Linked DNA regions of Mus musculus: regions 2, 3, 4 and 5 are each linked to region 1. The links are chromatin contacts, called in public ChIA-PET, Hi-C and HiChIP or PLAC-seq maps. All regions are on one chromosome and are shown on one strand. Each heading gives the region's core, a stretch centred on a gene start, on an enhancer-like site or on the middle of the called end of the contact. The rest is flanking DNA. Distances are from core to core; before and after follow the strand shown. Region 1 holds the start of Rb1cc1 (RB1-inducible coiled-coil 1). Region 2 overlaps Pcmtd1 (protein-L-isoaspartate (D-aspartate) O-methyltransferase domain containing 1). Region 3 overlaps Pcmtd1 (protein-L-isoaspartate (D-aspartate) O-methyltransferase domain containing 1). Region 4 overlaps Pcmtd1 (protein-L-isoaspartate (D-aspartate) O-methyltransferase domain containing 1). Region 5 overlaps St18 (suppression of tumorigenicity 18).

Region 1 (2,681 bases), core at 137-2,636:
CACAGCTCTTTGGTGCTCTTTTTAGTGTGTGTGAACTTCAAGGAGTGGTTCTCTCCTCCCACGACGTCAGTCCTAGGATGAAACTCAGGTTGTCAGTTTTGGTAGTCAGTAGATCTCCTTACCCTCTGGGCCATCTCACCGGCCCTGATTTTCCTTTTTCTGTGTAGCCTTGGCTCCCTGAAGCTCATTCTGTAGAGCAGGCCTCAGCTTCTGAGAGAAGGGATTAAAGGTATGTGCACCACCCGGCCAGCTTTGATCTTCATTGTTCTAGCTAGACTGCAATATAGCTTACATTTGTTAATATACTAACAATTTTTCTTCTCTTTAGTCTTGCCAATTCACTACTTCCCCTGGTGCACAAAAATTGAGTGCTTGTTCTTTTTCCATTTTTGCTTTATTTGCTGGTGTAATGTACTAAAATTCCAGTTTAAAAAATACTCAATATGTATAACAGTGTGCATACAAGATTTTTCTGGGATATGGCAGAAGTGCAAAGTTAAAAACAAAGTGAGATAAGCAACAAGCTCCTTTCTAAACAACTCTTAAAACACAACTACTGTTTTTCCAGTGTCTATCACAATAAAGAACTGCAGATCTCAATCAGTTTAATACCCCTTATGTCTCATTTTGTCGGGAACCGCTAACTGTTGGCTTAGAGAGACCATTCCTAAACTTTTACCTCTATCAGATATTCCTGGGAATAGTAATTTAATACGTGTTTACGTCACATAATTGATGAGCCTGCTTGTAACAAACATCTTCTCATCAAACTCAAGTTTTGTAGTTTCAAGTCCTTGCCTAAGCCCGAATACAAATGTAATGTTCTCATAAGCTGACATTCTCTTCTCTAATCTTGATGCTGTTGACCTATTATCGACCTCAGTATTGTTCGGTCGTGCCGCTTACAGTACAGTCCACTTTGCTTCGGTTCCTCTTCTGGACGTGCTCTTTACTTACCTGGTCTGACTCTGGGCCGCCCCACCCTTGCAAAGATGCCAGGCATACTTTCCGAGTAGCCTGCCATTCTGGCAGTCCCGGTACGAGTGGCCCAGGTGACAGTCGGCTGATTTCGGGGCAGCAGATGAGGGCCCCAGATCTGTGCTGGTGCTCACTCGTCAGCCTCCGGTTCCCCTGTTGGGGCTGCCCCAGGTTTGGCGAGGTCGGTCTGCCGCGGCCAGAAGGTCACGCTCACCTTGGGGCCGTCCAAGGCAAGCACCGAAATACCTTCCAGGGTCAGGGAAGGACAGACAAGTTGCCAGCCAGGGACTACGCTCGCCGACCGAGCCGCGCCCGTCCGGCCAGCCCAGCGACTTCCGGATCTGCGCAGACACCTGAGTCACCCCTCCCCCGGCTGGCTGTTTCCCGGCGTGCTCTGCGGCGGAAAGGCCGAGTCGACAATAACAAACCCCACGGCGGCCGCGACCCAGCCCTGCCAAGCTCTCAGTGCCTCGGCCGGCGGACTCGGGTCCCCGCGCGGAGCCGAGGGGCCGGAGCAGCGGCTGCGCCCGACTCCCATCCTTCCGGGCCTCGCCGGGTACTCGGCGGCTGGGCGCCGACGGTTGTGTCGGTTGGCGGCGCCGCAGGGGCGGTTGATAGCCGCCGCCGAGGCCAGGGCGGCGGCAGAAGATGGTGCGGAGGGCCGCCGGCTGTGTTGCTGCCGCGGGCGGAGGAGGCGCTGCCGGGTAAGTGCCGCCCCTGCTCCCATCTGGCGGCGGGCTTGGCCCGGCCGCTCAGCACCTGACGGGTTCGCCGGAGCGTCTGGCGGCGCCGGCTCGGAGGGTCGCCGCGGCAGTCCTACGGGGACCCTGAGGCCCGCTGGCCGCTGACAGGATCGCGGGAGCGGCAGGACGCCGGTGCTCACCCGAGGCCTGAATCGCGGCCTCCGTCTCCAGGGCTCGGTGCACTGGAGTGTCGGGCTCGGGAAACCGGAGAGGGTTTGGGCCAGGGCCGGAGTGCCCTGACGGGAGGAACCTAGAGGTGATGCCTTTGTCCCGACCCCGGAGTGCAAGCATCGGTGTAAAGTTACTCCTTGGAATGACTCAGCCTCGCTCGCCCCGCAGATGGATTTGGGGTGGGGGCTTATGGGAGTACCAAAACTTGGTACAAATGACAGCTTTCGAACGTGCTGTCAGTACTTTCTCTACAGAGTGGTGGATGTGCTATGGTGACTGTTTATGGTTTCGTAATCCTGTCCCTTCCGTCATGAGTCTTTAAAATGTGATCATTCCATGAACTGGTACATAGGACTGATGCCACGGAACACTCGTGGACTCACTTATTGATAGAGTCCCTGCAAGACATTCAGTTGGGTGCGGATGTTGACAAGTCTATTATGAGCGTTAAAATTTATACATTTTGCTAACCATTTTCTGTAAAGAATTGGTGAGACTTACTTATCTGAGGGTTTGCAAAGCTAGCAAGCAGTTTAGAAGCAGCCTAAAAATGAACCAATCTGTGTTCCTAGTCAAATGTTGGTACTGTATTTCAGTAGGTGGTTTTTCTTTTTGGGGGAGGGGATCTATAAATGGACTTGTTATGTGTGAAATATTTTATTTAGTCTTATTACCAAATACAACGCAAATCATCGCTTTCCAATTAAGTTTTTGTTATGTTTTTTAGCATTTATATCTGTTTTAAACGTTAGCCAAGGCTTAGAAGGTAGCTGCTATATTCATCTCAAC
Region 2 (2,681 bases), core at 79-2,578, 950 kb after region 1:
TAACAAGGACACCATTCCTAAAGGAAACTGATTTTCGTTTTCCTAGCAGCCATCATCTATCAATACATACCTCAGCTGTGGGTGGGGCCTTATGAGGCCTTCCTGGATGGAAATGCTGAAATTTTGATCATAAACTGCTATGTGCCCATGGGTGCCATGGTCTTGTCATGTTGAGAAAACACCATTTTGTAGTAATGCTGTATGATCTCTGACTCTTACAGTTTTTCTGTCCTCTTTTGGGGGGGATGTTCCCTGAGCATTGAGAAGGTGTGATGTAGATGTCCTGTTTATGGCTGAGTACTCCACAAACACTTACTCTCTGGAGTTTGACAAATTGTGAGTCTCCAATAAGGACTGAGTAACATCAGTCATGATGGAGAGTTGATTACTATTTAGTCTGTTTAGTCAGACAATAGTAGTAGGTTCTCCCCTGGGTTCTGTAAGCTCAGACTTAAAGTAGCAGGCATGCATTTCCTGTGGAGTACATGGTAGATTTCTTGTGTTATAATACATAATTGAGTAGAAATATCTTGGTTGCATTTAAATGTTAACTTCTCATTAACAATTATTCTTGTAAAAATTTGACATTAAAGTAATTGAATTGCTTCTTTCTTGTTTCACTCCAAATAGTTGACACAGATTATGCGGACTGGACAAAACACTTGGGAAAGTAAAAATATCCTTGCGGTTTCCTTTGCACCACTAGTACAGCCTAGTAAGAATGATAATGGCACACCGGACTCTGTGGGGCTCCGTAAGTAGATATTTGAACCCAGAATGAGTTGTCACTGATGGCATTTAGTAGATCATATATATGATTATAACAAATTGAATATGGCAATAATGCAATGAGTAGGTTGATTATTCTTAATTTAGAAAAAAAGTCAAGTCTTTATGTAGTATGGGGCGCTGTATCTTCCTTCAAGAAACTTAGAGAATCGGATCATACCAACTGTAAACTTACTAGTTTGTAATGTAGTAGGAAGTAACTGTGGTGTTATAGAGTACACTTAGATCCAGCACAATTCAGACACCAAGTCAATACAGAAAACAACATTTTATTCTAATCAGCTCCTACTGATCAATCAGGGGTGTCGAGACTTGTGAGATGAACTGCAATTCCCACCCCAGCCCCTCAGCCAGAATGTTACAGAACTTTTAAGCCTGAAAACCACAAACATCTGTGCCAAGTTACAGTTACATTTTTCTACCAATCAAAATTCAGGGAAAAGAAACTTTCCTAGGGACATTTCCCTATGTGGTACACTTACCCTGTAGTCATTGGTTGGTTTATTCAACTGTGGCAGGGCAACTTGCTTAGCACTCATGTCTCAACCTGCCCTCCAGGATGTCAGTTACCCACATACATGTCTCTTTCTCTACCAAACAGGATGTCAGTTACCTAGGGAGGTTTGGGAACTTAGAGTTTATTTGACCCCTATTCAAAATGGAAAGCTCTCTCAAAATGACTTCAGTTTGATTCCTCCTCATAGTAGAAGAGCATCTAGGCTAAGGGTAGCAGGAAGGAAGGCTTGTCTGCTACTGCTCCATGGTCGGAATTACAATGAGAATGCTGTCAGAGACCCTACTTGGCCAAGTGTTTATGGCAGTGTCATTTATCTCTTCTCTTCTCTTCTCTTCTCTTCTCTTCTCTTCTCTTCTCTTCTCTTCTCTTCTCTTCTCTTCTCTTCTCTTCTCTTCTCTTCTCTTCTCTTCTCGAGTCAGGGTCTCCTGTTCACTGTAAAGCCAAGGATGGCCTTGCACTCATATTCTTCATGCCTCTACCTTCTGAGTGCTGAAGTGCAAGTCCACTACATTGAGTGGCAGCATCTTTCCAAGATAGTGACTATAGAAGGTGTTAGGCTCATGAAGAACATGAGGAGTTCAAGATCAGGAGCATGTTTGGTGCCTGTGGAGGATGGATCATCACCTGGACAGTGGACTAGTTATTGTGAGGATAGCTTATGTGGGTGTGGATAGAATTGCTTGAAGGCAGAAAAATACCACAATGTGAGGAATGTGGGTGGAGGAAGAGGAATTGGTTTTCCCTTTAATGACTAGCTGAGTATGTTTGTGTTACATTATTTGGAAGGAGGGGAAGAGAGTGTGGACATTTTCTTTGGGGTATGTTTGAGGTGCCTACGAGTTTTTAAGTGTCAGGAAGCCTTTCGGTCCAAAACCTACTAAACAACTGAAATATCAGTACCGAATCTTCACTGTCAAAGACGGTGTCTGAAGCAGTGCTTGGACAACAAATAGATTAAATTATCCAAGGAAAGTAGAGATAAGAGGTAGGGAAGAGGGATTTGAGTTGGACCTGTTACCCACAAATTCAAGATAAAACAGTGAGACTCCTTAGTAAAGATGGGACCTAAGTATATGAGATGTCGGAGACCAACAAAAAGAGTCTCAAGGAGCGTGTGGTAGGCATTTCACCTGATCCTTGAGAAAGAAAGGGAAACTACCGTTAACTAGCTTTGAATATATCATAGTTTTGTTAACCATTAAATAAAGCTTTACTACAGATGAACCTCTCATTTAATTTGCTTTTATTTCATAGGAATTTGGATTTATACAGAAAACCCATTTTATTCTTAGTACTTGTTTGATTTTCTTTTTTTGTTTTGTCTTTTTGGTTTTTTTGTTTTTTTTTTTTAAATTTTATTTTTAACCATCTGACA
Region 3 (2,681 bases), core at 119-2,618, 930 kb after region 1:
TCTACTGACAGCTGCAGATTTAAAGGTGCCATTTTCTGGCAGGTAGAGGAAGACGAGCCCACATTTTCTATTCACCAGCTTCAAGTATAGGTGACTGTCTACAGTGCAGCTTTAACTCGAACAAGCTTTAAACCAAATACTTTCATTATTATTTTGTTATACTTTATTACATATTTTTTATATTATTATTTTATTAAGAGGTTGAACAAATCTTTTACTGTCTAGAATATATGTCGGTCATATTTATTACCCCCTCACCTGTCTGACTTCCTTCCGAGCACTTTTAGGCTGAACTTCTCCCACATATATTAACTCCTTTGGAAACTAAAGTTTTAATCTAATTTTGGGAGGAGGGTTTGTTTTTTAAATGAATCTTCAATTTTCCGGTTTATAGTATTAGGAATATTAAGGAATGTTAAACCGAGGTTTCAGTTTTCAGATAAAAAGCTAACCAGTGTATCTGTAAGGAAACAGAAAGGAAGAGCTTGCATTGCCTCCCTTTGCTCACTTGTAAAAACAGTATTTCAGGTTAGTCGGACAGTGACTGCATAATGCAAATATCTAATAATTTTTTGTACTATTTGAATATCTAAATTTGCTCATTTGTAGTTGTTTTTATTTATTTTTTTTGTTTTTTGGTTTTTGTTTTTTTTTTTCGAGACAGGGTTTCTCTGTAGCCCTGGCTGTAATGGAACTCACTCTGTAGACCAGGCTGGCCTCGAACTCAGAAATTCGCCTGCCTCTGCCTCTGGAGTGCTGGGATTAAAGGCGTGTGCCACTACACCCGGCTGACTTTTTCTTAAAGTGGTTAATAAAGATAAGACTGATACTCAATGTATTGTGACAGACACTAGAGAACTCTTTCAGTTACAGATTCTGTAAGGGAAATTAGTGAACTCGGCAGGGTAGCACACATCTTTAATCCCAGCACTCCAGAGGCAGAAGCAGAAGACTCAGGGAAAGTTGGGGCTATATAGAGAAACTCTCTCTCCAAAACAAGAACAAGAAAACACAACCTTCATAGGAAGAAGCCATACAGATTACAGTAAAAGAATGTAGAGCACAAAACCTGTTGGGTTCCATTTTAGACGATGAAGAGAGCTTGATTGTCAACTGCAGTCATAAGCTCTCTCCCCCAGCCCTTTTCATGCGAGGTCTTTCAGCCATCATCTTGTGTAAAAAAAAGTATGGTGTGAAAAGCATGAAGTTGACTGGAACTCTTAACTGCACTTCTGAGAACCACGAGACTTTGAATAAAGTGAACCTGGTAAGGTAAAGACACCTCACTTGGGTATGGGCAATGCATATTTCCTCTTGCTATTCAGGAAGCTGGGGCAGGAAAACCACAAGTTAGCGACTAGCTTGGGCTACATGGTGATTTGAAGGCCAGTCTGAGTAAGCAAGTTAGTAAACAGAGGGCTGGAGGCGCAGAGGCTGACTAGGGCACAGTCTGGTTCTAATTTCAGAAGGACAAAGCAACAGCACTGCACCTTAAACTTGGGGCTATGTGATCATTTTGACCATAGCGACTTGCCCAAAATCCTGTCTTTGTATATGTGTAGGTTTTAGCTTTAATCCGTTTTTACATTTGTGCTCACTTCTTCCTTTTCATAGAAAATAGGTGCTGTAAACAGGTTTCCATTCCACTGTAAAATCCAGGTGGTAGCCGTTTGCATATTTCTTGCCCCTTTTTAATGCTGTTGATACATAATTGCACAGAAATTAGAGTTCTGGGGCATATCATTAGTATTTTTGTAAAAAATGCTTATATAATTACAGGTCCTTTTGGAATAAATCATGGGATTGAACTTCATTCAGATGTGGTGGAGTATGCCAAGGAAAAACTGGAGAGCTTCATCAAAAATAGTGATAGCTTTGATAAGTAAGTATTTATACCTGTAGTTTGGGTGTGAGACCAATTAATGAATATGTATAGTATGCCTATTCTTAAACAGTATCAGATCACTAATCCTGGCTAAGTGAATATAGTAGCGATCCCTGCTATACAGTAAGAAACACCATGTAATTTTTTATTAAATTATAGATAAATGTGTGATTACTGATCTTTTACTTATTAAATGTCAAACTTTTGGATAGAAAACAAGATGTTTGTGCTCACAGTACGTTTCTGTACCTGGTTTTGGCCTTTTGGTTGGTAGTTTAACAGTCTGTCTTCTGTTTGTCTATAATTTATATGCCAGCAGACAGAGGTCCTTCTTACTCCATAATAAATCTAGTAGAAATTACTGTATAAATACATTTGTATGTGTCATGTGGGGTTGTGTCTGGGAAATGTTTTATAGAATTGTTTACTTCTATCCAGGTTTCTTTTTTCCAAAATGTATTGCATAGGTGTTGATCCTTGACCCGCAGCAAAAGTGAAGATTTGGGCTATAATCACGTTGAAATTCTGCCTTGACAGTTTTGTGGAACAAGGGCTCTTTTGGTTGAATTTGAAATAACTCCTATGACTTGAAATAGCCTGCTGTATGTAGGGCTGTAGTGTAACTATTTCTGTAGAGCGCATGGTAGTTCCAATAGACAAAGCCTTTAAAGGGGCCAGAAGCATAGGCATACCACACAGTTACCATACAACAAGGTTTCAGTGTAGAACCTGACCCAGGCTCCAGGCGCGGCTTCTTAGCAGGGGCCTCTCACTTATCCCTAGCTCTGGCTCCAAA
Region 4 (2,681 bases), core at 69-2,568, 900 kb after region 1:
AGACACACCAGAGGAGGGCATTGGATCCTATTATAGATGGTTGTAAGCCACCATGTGGTTGCTGGGAATTGAATTCAGGACCTCTGGAAGAGCAGCCAGTGTTCTTAACGGTTAGCTGAGCTATCTCTGCAGCTCTGATTCTACTTTCTTTATACCAGCTCCCACACTGCTAACAAAGTAGGTAAAAAGAGGCCCCTGAAGAGCAATCTGTTATAATGCCTCATGCTGCAACAGGAGGGCAGCTCCCAGCCAACTGGAGTCAGCCTGAGTGACTTGCTCCTGCAGTCAGAGGAAGGGTGCTTGTACTGCTTACTGCAAACTTCACGTGCAAATGAGGCTTTGTGTTCCTATTTTCAGCAGCAGTGGTATTAACCCTTTTGCTAGGTCATCAGGAGAAGTGCTTTCACTCAGGCCTACATAGGAGCGGGTGTAAGATTCTAGAGTTCTGCAAGGTTTATGTTAGCACAAAGTCTAGCATAAGCTGTTTGAAACAGTGCTGGCTTGAGGTTGCATATCCAAGAGCTCTAGTAGTATTTTGTATGGTGTGGTGGCTAGAGTGAGAGTGGCCTCTATAGGTTCCTATGTTAGAAGAATTCTGGGTTCTCCGTGAATGGAATGGTTGGGAATGATTAGGAGGAGGTGTGTCACTGAGAGTAGGTTTTGAGGTTTCAAAAGCCTATGCCAGGCCCAGTCTGTCTCTGTCTGTGTCTCCACCCCCACAACCCCCTTATATATTCAGTGCTTCAGTACTATGCTTGCCTGCTGTTCTGCTCCTTGCCTGGATGTTCATGGACTAACTTTTTGAAACTGTAAACAAGCACCCAATTAAATGCTTTATTTTATAAATTGCCTTGGTTATGTTATCTCCTCATAGCAGTAGAAGAGTAAGACATACAGCTTTCTAAAGGCACACATGATGTGTTCAGATAGTTTGTGTTGGCATGAAGGTAACAACCCATCAGATTGATTGATAGTCTTCTTGTTCAAGCAGCCAGTAGCTACCAGTTAGAGTCTGATTGTTCCATGCCCCAGAGTCTTTGCATATTTACCGACAAGTGAACACCAGGAATACTTTGAATAAAAACAGAATTTAATATTGGCATGAATAGTAATTGTGCTTACTATTACAGGTGCTTACCACCTGTTTAATGTCCCAGGGAGAGGTGGTTTTCCCTCACCTACTAGTTTCATATAGGGGTAAATCTATTTATAGTGTTATTGGAGTTAAGCTTAGTGTGTGTGCTGTTACAGTGCAAGAAGCCAGGGTTGACCAAGATCCTTAATAGGCCAATTAAGAGCCAAGTTAATAGTGAAAAACAGGAAGAGAGGATTTGTTCAGTATAGCCACAGAGGGAAGAGGGACATTGCGATCCAGTGACTTCCTATGTAGTCTGTCTTCATGTCTTAACATGTGGGTAAAGTTTAAACACCATCATTAAGCAGTGTGGTTCATTTGAGATCAACTCCCCCATCCTGCCTCTGCCTACTCAAGTGCAGGGACCTGGGCCACTAGATATTTCTTCCCTTATGGGGATCCTGAGTCATCCAGGGGATTTGAAAGAGGAATTTCTGTATGCTGGCCCAGAAGAGCTCTGACCTTAAGCGTTATCTCACCCCTTTTGTCCTCTTCTTACCTCTTTCAGTTTTTTTTTTTATATGTATTTATTTATTATATGTAAGTACACTGTAGCTGTCTTCAGACACTCCAGAAGAGAGCATCAGATTTCGTTACAGATGGTTGTGAGCCACCATGTGGTTGCTGGGATTTGAACTCAGGATCTTTGGAAGAGCAGTCAGCGCTCTTAACCGCTGAGCCATGTCACCAGCCCCCACCCCCCCGCCCCCTTTCAGTTTTGAGGGAAGATCTCCTATAGTCCAGGATGGCCTTGATCTTACTGTGTAATCAGAGATGATTGTAGCTTCTGACTCAATTCTGTTCTCCATATGTTGGAATTACAGGTGTATACTACCATTCCTGGCTCCTTTTAAAGATAAGATCGCCCATTTTCACCTTCAATTTAATCAGTAGTCCAGGGTAGCCCAAGCGAATCCAATTTTAATCATGTGCTTCATCCCCTTTAGTAACATGGTTTACGGCCTGCACCGGGTTCTAATTTTTTCAGTTTGTTTGTTTCACCTTCCCTCCTTGCCTGCCTGCCTGCCTGCCTTCCTTCCTTTCTTCCTTCGACAGTTTCTTTGTGTATCCTGGCTGTCCTGGAAATCACTTTGTCGCTACTACAGGCTGGCCTCAAACTCGAAAGATCTACCTGAGCCAGGCAGTGGTGGCACACGCCTTTAATCCCAGCACTTGGGAGGCAGAGGCAGGCGGATTTCTGAGTTCGAGGCCAGCCTGTTCTACAGAGTGAGTTCCTGGATAGCCAGGGCTATACAGAGAAACCCTGTCTCGAAAAACCAAAAAAAAAAAAAAAAAAGAGAGATCCACCTGCCTTTGCCTCCTGGACATTACTGCTGGACACGTGCCACTACCACCTGGCTTCAATTTCAATTTTTGAAGAACCTGAAAAAAATTCTTCTTGAGTTCTTTGTGGGTTGTTTGGGAACATTTAATGTTTCATTTCAAGTACTTGTGAATATTCCAGAATTTCTCTTGCCAACAGAGTTTGCATTTACTCCATTATGCTAAAAACATACTTCATATGACTTTTCTGATCCTCATGAGT
Region 5 (2,681 bases), core at 53-2,552, 640 kb after region 1:
CTAACTCTGCTTCTTATGTCATTACCTCTGCTGTAGATAACATCTATGGAGAGCAACTTGAAGACCATAGAGGAGGAGAACAAGCTTATAGAACAGAGCAATGAGAGTCTGCTGAAGGAGCTGGCAGGGCTTAGCCAGGCTCTCATCTCCAGCCTTGCTGACATCCAACTTCCACAGATGGTAAGACCAAGAGCAAGGCTCTGCTACCCCATCATCTACCTCAATGTCTTTGTTCCATTACCCTGTGGCTGAACTATTGACAGTCACCTACCCCTGATTCATTTTCATGCTTAATGCTTTCGCAATCTAAGAACACGGTAGATATGCATATTCAGATAATTCAAGGCCAGTGGCATTCCAAAAGGCCAGGACTCTTTAAGGATGAAGGTTTACTTAAAGCTATCTTATAAAGTTATTTGAAAGCTGGATGCCAGAGCTCACTCACTGTAAATATGTTTTCAAACAGTTGATTCTATACATCCCTCAGCATCATCTACTCAACTCATGAACTATAACACTCCCAATAATCTCATTGTAATATTCAACTTCTTTTCATGGAACATAGAATGCATGTGTGTGACCAAGGCATCCGTATTCCTATTCCTATCCCTTATCTCTTATCCCTTACCCCTTATTCATAAGTATGCAACTATTTAGAATTCACAAAAAGTTTATTCTACATTTTCACAAATGTAAATCAGTCTTTGGAGTTGGAGATGCATTGCTGGGAGCTATATTGGTGATGCTGTTAATTTCCTCAGCTCAGTACAATCCCTGCCATTCCAACATAGGACTGTTAAAGAACCACTTGGCAAAAGCTTCATCCTCCTAGCATACTTTCCACAGACAGCTGGTTTTATACTGAAAAGTGCAAATGAGACCCAGACTCTTCCCAAGAAAAGACATATAGTTTGGACACCTCTAGCTCAGCATTTATTATGTGGTTCCAGATTGATCCCCAATACTATTCAATTGCATTCCATTAATGCCATGAGTTAAGAGTATACAGATAGTACACACACACACACACACACACACACACACACACACACACATTTTCTGTCCTATCCCAAACTGCCACAGTCCTATAAACCCTTCTTTTCCTACTTATATAAGTTGGCAACATTTGTCACTATCTCCTGATCTTCCTTGGGGCAGCTGAACCTCTGTGATTGGTTTCCTTGTGTCTCCATCAGGGGCCTATCAATGAGCAGAATTTTGAAGCATATGTAAATACTCTCACAGACATGTACAGCAATCTGGAACAGGACTATTCCCCAGAATGCAAAGCTCTACTGGAAAGCATCAAGCAGGCGGTGAAGGGCATCCATGTGTAGAACGACAGTATGCAGGAAACAGAGGTCACTACGGCCATGAACTCCCACAAATCTGCAGGGGCCTAATACCCCTGGAGCCCAGAGGCTGTCCCTGTGTTTATAATTGCAACATTGCACTAATTTTTCCCCAGCTGACATAAAAAGGAAAGAAAAACTATGATAAACTCTTTGGATTAAAAGCAATGCAGTCAATTATTAAACTCGTTTATTTTCATATCTTTTTCTTTTCTTTCTTCATTGCACTCTTTATTTTGTAAAGTATATGTAAAAATAAATGTGACATTTTATATTTTATTTATTACTAATCAAAGAGTTTTTTATCTTTTAACTGCATTTTGAAGTCTACTATATTTTTACAGGTGTGTTTATTAATTTATCTTCTAATAGGATTTAAATAGAAATGCTGTTCTCAAATCACATATCTTTCTGGATTTAAATGAGAAAAACAAAACAAAAGAAATGTATGAAGGAAATCCTGATGTCAGGACTACACTGTGGTCAAGCTTGGTTTCTACTGTGCACTTCCATTTCTCCTTTACTGGTTTTGTTTTTATAAATGGCTTTTGGTAATGTGAGCTGTGAAGGATTATGAAGATAAATGGCGCCCACTAGTGGGAAATCCACACTCACAAAAGCACAGGATGTTAGCAAACAGCGCACTCAGAACTTGATAGCAATAATTAAATAAAATAGTCAGCATAGTATTCCACATGGCTGCAGAGATTTAATTAATATGAATTATTTATTTAGACTGCTTAAAGCATACATTTTAAGTGAATCAGATTTGTCTTCTTGTTTTTCAAGTCATATTGGCTAGTTGGCAACCCTTTCCCAAAATGAGAAATAAGCTTTGATGGGACCAGCTTGGCTTTTCCTGCTACACGTTAGTACAATATACAAGTGACAATGTTGGTGTAGATTTGTACTTACAACTACAGACACATCCAAATGGAAATTGTGTAGATACCGTATCCCCTGAAATAGCATTTATCTTACTGGGTTGACTGGAATAGAATGCAAAACAGAAGGCCTGAAAAAAAAAATGCTATTCCAAGCTAAGTGGTTACCTTGAATATTGGCAGCATTGGTCTTTGCTTCCCTAATAAATAAGGCAGTTTCAATTTGATAAAACTCTTGAACTTCAAGTGACACAAAGGATGTTACACACACACACATACATGTACACACATGCACATACACACACATACAGACACATGCACACACACACACACACACACAACAGCACAGTCTACACACATATATGCACTCACACTCATCCACACGTGAAATTCAACCTGCAATCTCAACTGGATCAGAGTTTAGAAGTTGCTGTAGTAAAGGCAA

What was found. Hi-C and Micro-C count contacts between places; a contact is called where the count stands out from the background. ChIA-PET counts read pairs in DNA pulled down with a chosen protein or histone mark. HiChIP or PLAC-seq counts read pairs in DNA pulled down with a chosen protein or histone mark.
Region 2: a Hi-C map of B cells shows a contact between it and region 1, with 9 read pairs. The contact joins the enhancer-like site here to the promoter of Rb1cc1 in region 1. A contact is called at or near these places in 4 of 39 promoter capture datasets (the C10 cell line, cranial neural crest, liver and 1 more), 1 of 484 Hi-C or Micro-C datasets (B cells), 4 of 115 datasets of contacts at active chromatin or transcription factors (bone marrow-derived dendritic cells, bone marrow-derived macrophages, embryonic stem cells and 1 more) and 2 of 9 other capture datasets (adipose tissue and pancreatic islet).
Region 3: a contact with region 1 is called in an RNA polymerase II ChIA-PET map of memory CD8 T cells, with 16 read pairs. The contact joins the enhancer-like site here to the promoter of Rb1cc1 in region 1. A contact is called at or near these places in 4 of 39 promoter capture datasets (cranial neural crest, hippocampal neurons, liver and 1 more), 6 of 115 datasets of contacts at active chromatin or transcription factors (bone marrow-derived dendritic cells, bone marrow-derived macrophages, embryonic stem cells and 2 more) and 2 of 9 other capture datasets (adipose tissue and pancreatic islet).
Region 4: a contact with region 1 is called in an H3K4me3 HiChIP or PLAC-seq map of bone marrow-derived macrophages, with 5 times the contacts expected there. The contact joins the enhancer-like site here to the promoter of Rb1cc1 in region 1. A contact is called at or near these places in 2 of 39 promoter capture datasets (liver and pre-B cells), 1 of 484 Hi-C or Micro-C datasets (bone marrow-derived macrophages), 3 of 115 datasets of contacts at active chromatin or transcription factors (bone marrow-derived dendritic cells and bone marrow-derived macrophages) and 1 of 9 other capture datasets (adipose tissue).
Region 5: a contact with region 1 is called in an H3K4me3 HiChIP or PLAC-seq map of pro-B cells, with 3 times the contacts expected there. The contact joins the enhancer-like site here to the promoter of Rb1cc1 in region 1. A contact is called at or near these places in 1 of 39 promoter capture datasets (the C10 cell line) and 5 of 115 datasets of contacts at active chromatin or transcription factors (bone marrow-derived dendritic cells, bone marrow-derived macrophages, embryonic stem cells and 2 more).

Annotation. Positions count from the first base shown.
Region 1 is chr1:6,213,276-6,215,956 of GRCm38.p6, forward strand. Rb1cc1 (RB1-inducible coiled-coil 1) reads left to right here and starts at 1,387. Exons shown (of 24, transcript NM_009826.4): 1 at 1,387-1,682. 4732440D04Rik (a long non-coding RNA gene) reads right to left here. Exons shown (of 2, transcript XR_001778783.2): 2 at 1-2,125.
Region 2 is chr1:7,162,618-7,165,298 of GRCm38.p6, forward strand. Pcmtd1 (protein-L-isoaspartate (D-aspartate) O-methyltransferase domain containing 1) reads left to right here. Exons shown (of 6, transcript NM_183028.3): 5 at 631-754. Among named protein-coding and RNA genes, the nearest start is that of Pcmtd1, 75 kb to the left of the region's middle. Within about 2 kb of position 1,329, at least 18 of the 459 cell types and tissues checked have an H3K27ac peak or open chromatin away from gene starts, as enhancers often do. A contact at or near this core is called in B cells, where this site is marked.
Region 3 is chr1:7,145,858-7,148,538 of GRCm38.p6, forward strand. It overlaps Pcmtd1 (protein-L-isoaspartate (D-aspartate) O-methyltransferase domain containing 1), which reads left to right. Exons shown (of 6, transcript NM_183028.3): 3 at 1,780-1,882. Among named protein-coding and RNA genes, the nearest start is that of Pcmtd1, 58 kb to the left of the region's middle. Within about 2 kb of position 1,369, at least 23 of the 459 cell types and tissues checked have an H3K27ac peak or open chromatin away from gene starts, as enhancers often do. A contact at or near this core is called in memory CD8 T cells, where this site is marked.
Region 4 is chr1:7,112,758-7,115,438 of GRCm38.p6, forward strand. All of the region lies in intron 1 of Pcmtd1 (protein-L-isoaspartate (D-aspartate) O-methyltransferase domain containing 1), which reads left to right. Among named protein-coding and RNA genes, the nearest start is that of Pcmtd1, 25 kb to the left of the region's middle. Within about 2 kb of position 1,319, at least 26 of the 459 cell types and tissues checked have an H3K27ac peak or open chromatin away from gene starts, as enhancers often do. A contact at or near this core is called in bone marrow-derived macrophages, where this site is marked.
Region 5 is chr1:6,857,264-6,859,944 of GRCm38.p6, forward strand. St18 (suppression of tumorigenicity 18) reads left to right here. Exons shown (of 22, transcript NM_173868.2): 21 at 37-180; 22 at 1,197-2,681. The coding sequence ends at 1,337. Among named protein-coding and RNA genes, the nearest start is that of St18, 130 kb to the left of the region's middle. Within about 2 kb of position 1,303, at least 3 of the 459 cell types and tissues checked have an H3K27ac peak or open chromatin away from gene starts, as enhancers often do. A contact at or near this core is called in pro-B cells, where this site is marked.